Regions from separate parts of the Mus musculus genome. Here region 2 is linked to region 1. Evidence: chromatin contacts called from public promoter capture Hi-C data. All regions are on one chromosome and are shown on one strand. Each heading gives the region's core, a stretch centred on a gene start, on an enhancer-like site or on the middle of the called end of the contact. The rest is flanking DNA. Distances are from core to core; before and after follow the strand shown. Region 1 holds the start of Clec4d (C-type lectin domain family 4, member d). Region 2 has its middle 31 kb from the start of Vmn2r19.

Region 1 (2,999 bases), core at 322-2,821:
ATTATGAACCTTCACTATGTGTGGGTGCCTGGCTTTTTCCTCTTCCTGTTATTAGGTGTAATGGCTTACACATGTTGGCCTTTTCTGTTCTGAGTACAGAATGGACTCATCTGCCCACAATCGCTTGCCTTATAATTTCTTGTATCTGTTATTTAATTTTACAAAAACAAAACACTATATAGCTATACTGGAAATATGTATGTAGTCTTCATTTAAGAAAATAATACATATTTTAATGTGCATAATCATAATTATTTGATGAATGAGATCCATTGAAAACGGATGACATCTATAACATTTATTTATGTTTTATGACATATGAATTATTTATTCTCTGAATAATTGTGAATCCATAGTGAGCCTTATACATTCAAATAATAATCAAATATTTCATTGTCATAATGAAATAAATTATTTTTGTTAACTGAAGTTAAATTTGTTTTTGGAGACCTATCAAGATGTCCATTTTGCCTTTTACCATTTGTAAAGATTTCTTAGCTTAGAATCTGATTTTCAGTTTTGTTTCTGATTTTGTTGCTGCTTCCCCCTTGATAAACTTGCTGTCTGTTATCTAGGAAAATTATGGAATTTAGCCAACAGGCCCATCACTTTGCTAATTTTGACACAAGAATAATACACAATAAGAACTCAGATCTTACTTTCTCCAAGCCTCCTATGACGCTAAGGAAAAAAAAAATCAGGAAAGGTGTTATATGCTGTACAATAGACTTTAAGAAACATTTCTAAGCTGCTGGGTATTTATGATAATTGAGTTCAGACACAACAACAGTGCTATAGATGCATGGTATATATTTATTCTCATGAATATATGGGGGCTATATGTGCAAGGTCTCTTTGTGGTGGGATCCCTTCTCTAAGCTTGGAGAAGGCTGCTCTCTTGCTGTGTCCCAGTATTCTAGAAGGGGTTGGGGAAAGGAGAAGGAGTAAGGAGAGGGTAGAGGAGAGAAGGGACTAGGGAGAGGGGAGAGGAGAGAGGAGAGAAGAGAGAAGAAAGAGGAGAGAGATGAGACGAGGGTGAGAGGAGACAGAGTTCTAAGCATGGTAGTTTTATCATAAGGACTCCCCACTTACGAACTTAGCTAACTCTAGTGACCTCCCTGGGTTCCACCTTTAAACACCAACAGAAGTGTTTATGGCTTCAACGAATAAAGTTTGGAGGAACACAAATGTCCATTCTTTAATAATCCTGTAGGTGGAACCAGAGATCACAATAGTGTCTATCATACAACCTTTTCTTCCTTTGCCGTAACAAGCCTACTTTCACTTACCTGAGAAAATGTTGAAATCTAATCAGTGGCTTCACCAACTTCTTCCTCTGTTCTAAAGCAAAGGATTTCATGTCTTTACATGCACCATGTGCACAAAATCTATGTTAAAAGCTTTGTTCATTGTTATTTTGGACATATTTCATTGAGCTAGAGAACTTTCTAAGCCTCATTTTACCTCAAACTACCTTTGAAAACATGACATATGAGTAGCAAAAACACATTGAGAAATCTTACATGACACACTTCTGGAAGTTTTTACTGGCTTTGGGGTTGCTTTCTCAATTTCCTTTTCCTCTTTGCTCCCTGTGTTCTAGTACATTAGAGGAAACTCTGTTTTTAAGATTTATTCTTTTTCACTTGGCTCTCTTGTACTGAACACTTACTGATCTTACCAGAATAAGACAGATGTATTGATGTCCAATCTTAAATGTTTCTGAAGAGATACTTGTGATGGAAATATACACTCTGGGCAAGAAGTAAAAAGCAGACTGGAATCTCTTGACACACATAATGTGGCTGGAAGAATCCCAAATGAAATGTGAGTCTCTCTCTTTATCTGTCTATCTGTCTATCTGTCTGTCTGTCTGTCTATCTATCTATCTATCTATCTATCTATCTATCTATCTATCTATTTATCTACCTATCTATCAATCATTTATCCACCCATCCACTTCCCCCTCCTACTTTCTTTCTCTTCTCCCCTTCCTTTCTTCCCATGGTCCTCCTCTTCCTCCTTGTCTTTCGCCCCTCTTTCTCTTAACTCTTCCTTCTTCAAGATAAAGTTTTGTTACGTAGCACAGGCTGGTCTTGAATTTTCTGTGTAGCCTGGGATTGCCTCAGACTTGACCTCCTTTCTTCCAACTTTTGAGGGCTGAGTCTTTAGTTGATATGTGATCATGCTCAGCCCTTTTCACATTTAACTAGATTAAGTACTCATGACTATAATTTTAAAATGTGAATTGATGGCAGTGTAAAGATTTAAGAAGAGGGGTATTAGAACACAATGAGGATGGCCTTGATGGAGACAAAGGACATGGCTGATTCCTGGTAAGCTGTGTAACAGATGCTAAGACCAAGGAAAGGAGATCCTAAAATCAGATAGAAGCAAGAGGGGAGATAAAGTATATTTTAAAAAGAAATGAGATAAAATGAAAAGGAGAATTAAATACTTTGGAAGATTCCTTTGACAAGAAGAGAGAAAAATAGTACATAGAACATATAGATGTAGGCTCATAGTATGCCAGAGACTCTCCCTGGTTTCCCGATTGATTTAAAGGATGCTACTGGATCTGCACTGTGAGACTGTGAAATAATGCTTTATTATAGTAATTATATTATATTACTTATAAGCAAGCTATTGATACATCTTTTGGATAAGACATGGCCATTGCAGCCATGAACTCCTAGTAGCTATTGTCACCTGCACAAGACTTGGCATAAGATTAAACTAACAAGATCAGTCAACATTCCAGTAGACAGCACTTAGTGGACTGAGTGGATTACAGAGACAAGGCAGCAAAGGAGAGAACGTGAAAAGGGAAGTGGGAACATGTAGGGGATTCCTGGGGATGGGAGGGGGAGGGTGAGATGGGGGTGGAGCTTGAGGATGGTAATGATCAAGATACAGTGCCTAGATGTTTGAAATTACCAAGTAATAAATAAAAGATGTTATAGTAATAAATACATTGGAAAATGTTAAATTATGCTTAC
Region 2 (2,999 bases), core at 131-2,630, 77 kb after region 1:
TATGATTTATAAATACATGGAGTCACAATATCATGAAATCACATGAACTGTTTAAAAACTTTTTATTATATAAATAATCTATTTGTGCAATTTTGCATAAGAAATATTACAAGAGTTAAAGCCACCCTTTTCCATTTTTCAACAATTTCAATAAATGTAATTCTCTGGAGGGGAGCCTCATTGTAAGCCTTGTGTTAATTCTTTGCTCTGTCATAAATATCAATTTTCATTCTTAAATTATACATTGTTAAAATTGTCAGTTTTTAGTTATATATAAATATGGTATTCTTTATATTTACTCTGGATTATTGCATTTATTAAGCTTCCTTTAGGAGTCTACACAAGTAGTGGCATAATTTAGCTATATTCAGTCTTTTCCAAGAATGAATATTAAATCTTTCTATGTCAAATTATGTTAATCTTCATGACATAATTTGGGACTTTTATCATTTTCTATTGGAAGTGAAGTTTCTCCTATTTCTGTATTAGTTTACTGATATATATGCATATAGATTATCTAGAACTTCATTTTATAATAATTATTTTAGCAAAAGATATTCATTTGTTAGGACCTACTAAATTACTTTCTAAATTATATTTGAATAACTGGGGCCTCAACTCTAGTACCTATCTAAAAGATGCAATCTGTACAAATTACTTAGCCTTTGTCACACTTAAATTTTATCACATTGAAATTATGAAATGATTTCTCCTTTTATTTTAAGTTACACTGACATGGTGAATAATCAGACTATAGTTTGTACTTTTTGGGAAATCCTATGGTTCAACAATGATAAAAAATAGTTTAGTTTTTTTTTTCATTTCATCTAGAATTTTCTGGGCTTCGTCAATATCAAGAGAAATGTTTCTTTTACCTTGGCTGTTCTCTGGCTTCATCCTCAAACATTTTGTTGTCTTTGGTCTCTATCAGCTACACCACAGATTGCAACAATAAACAGTATTCAATGCTTAACGTCTCTTAAATTTTATTTATATTTTATTTGAGAGTATATGATTGTCTCCATGTATAACTTTAGCATCCAATTCTGTTAATACACTTCTATATTGATTCCTAATAAAAAGCATTTGGAAAAACATGACCTGGTGTTTCCAGAAGTCAGTTTCTAACTTTGAGGGAAGCCTTTTGAATTTCAGTTGGAGATCAAGTACAGAACAGTTGTGCTCTGTATTTCCATTGCTCCTTAGCCCTGGATTAAAGACAGGGGCCACTGCATCTTTTCTCTTTATAAAACATCTTCATATAAGTACATCCTCCATATTGAACAAATCTCACTTTCCCTTCTCTCCAGTCCTGTAGTTCTCCATGCCAGAATTTCTCCACTTTCACCATGTAGGTCCTACAAATACAAATTATAATTGCTTCCTCTTTCAGCAGATGGGGACAAACACAGAGACCCACAGCCATACATTACACAGAATGAGAGACCTTGGAGCAATCCGTCATACATGAAATGTCTTCATCAAATCCCTCTTGTCAGAGCTCAGAAGACACTTCAGAATAGGAGGCAGAAAGAATTTAAGAGCCAGAGGGGATAGAAAACAGCAAGGAAACATGGCCCTCTAAATCAAATGAGCAAAGCTCATATGATCCCACAGAGTCTTAAGCAGCATGCACAGGGCTTGCATGAGTTAAAACCTCATCCTCTATGTATATACATGGTTTCTAGTTTAATGCTTTTCGGTATTCATGAGTATGCAAACTTGGTCTCTGATTCTTTTGCCTTCTCTTGGGCTCTTTCTCCTGTTGGTTTGTCTTATTGAACTTTGAGTTTTATTTTATTTTGTTATATTTTACTATAAAAATTAAAGCAAAAGGATAATTATGCAAGTGTGAAGATTAAAAATGTAAAAATTAAAGCCAAGAATAACCAAGGAGGTAAACAACCAGCCAGCCTTATGTTCATAGTAGGAATGTTTAAAACTACCCACAACATTTTAGTATCTTATGGAACAAGCAGTTCTGATGGGAAGGTGTAGTTTCTGGCTGCAGTGTCCTAGAGAATGTAAACAAATAGATGTCAGTGTGTTGCTGCTCAATCACCAGCAGGTGTCAGGCCTTCCTCAGGTTTGCCCAGCCCTCCCATGGATTGTTTCTTTTAGAAAATTTCCACCCATTATTGTTCTGAGTGTGCTGAAGTCATCAGTTGGCCACCTTACTGGGTTCCCCCCTCCCCTTTATTGGATATTTTCTTTTTCTACATTTCAAATGTTATCCCCCTTCTAGATTTCCCCTCCAGAATACACCTATCCTATCCTCCCCACCTTGTCCTGCCTCTATGAGGGTGCTCTTGCACCCACCCACCTACTCACTTCCACCTTCCTGCCCTGGTTTTTCCCTTCACTGGGTCATTAAAACCCCTCAGGATCAAGGGCCTCTCCTCCCACTGATGTCCTATAAGGCTATCCTTTGCCACATATGCAGCTGGAGCCATGGGTCCCTCCATGTGTAGTCTTTGTTTGGTGGTCCAGTCTCCAGGAGCTTGGTGGGGGTATGGCCTGTTGACCATGCATTGGGTTGAAATCCTGTCAGGTCCTTCAGTTTCTTCTCCAACTCCTCCATTTGGGACCTGGCGTTCAATTCAATGGTTGGCTGTGAGCAACCACCTCTGTATTTGTCAGGATCTGGCAGAGCCTCTAAGAAGACAGCCATATCAGGCTCCTGTCAGTAAGCATTTCTTGGCATCCAAAATATTGTCCAGGTTTGGGAATTGTATATGGGTTAGAACCCCAGGTGGGGCAGTCTCCGGATGGCCTTACCTTCAATCTCTGCTCCACACTTTGTCGGTATAATTCACCCTGTGTGCATTTTCTTCCCCTTTCTAATAAGCACCGAAGGATCCACACTTTGGTCTTCTTTACTCTTGAGTTTCATATTGTCTGTGAATTTTGTCTTGGGTATCACGAACTTTGGGGCTAATAACCACTTATCAGTGTGTACATATCATGTGTGTTCTTTTGTGACTGGGTTACCTCACTCA

What was found. Promoter capture Hi-C pulls out the DNA fragments that hold promoters and counts their contacts.
Region 2: a promoter capture Hi-C map of the HPC-7 cell line shows a contact between it and region 1, with 5 times the contacts expected there. The contact joins the enhancer-like site here to the promoter of Clec4d in region 1. A contact is called at or near these places in 3 of 39 promoter capture datasets (the HPC-7 cell line, HPC-7-derived erythroid cells and macrophages), 1 of 15 datasets of contacts at CTCF or cohesin (the G1E-ER4 cell line), 3 of 484 Hi-C or Micro-C datasets (the G1E-ER4 cell line and the HPC-7 cell line), 2 of 115 datasets of contacts at active chromatin or transcription factors (the HPC-7 cell line and embryonic stem cells) and 1 of 9 other capture datasets (adipose tissue).

What each region holds. Positions count from the first base shown.
Region 1 is chr6:123,260,536-123,263,534 of GRCm38.p6, forward strand. Clec4d (C-type lectin domain family 4, member d) reads left to right here and starts at 1,572. Exons shown (of 6, transcript NM_010819.4): 1 at 1,572-1,827. The coding sequence starts at 1,800.
Region 2 is chr6:123,338,226-123,341,224 of GRCm38.p6, forward strand. No RefSeq gene overlaps it. Among named protein-coding and RNA genes, the nearest start is that of Vmn2r19, 31 kb to the left of the region's middle. Within about 2 kb of position 1,381, at least 3 of the 459 cell types and tissues checked have an H3K27ac peak or open chromatin away from gene starts, as enhancers often do. A contact at or near this core is called in the G1E-ER4 cell line and the HPC-7 cell line, where this site is marked.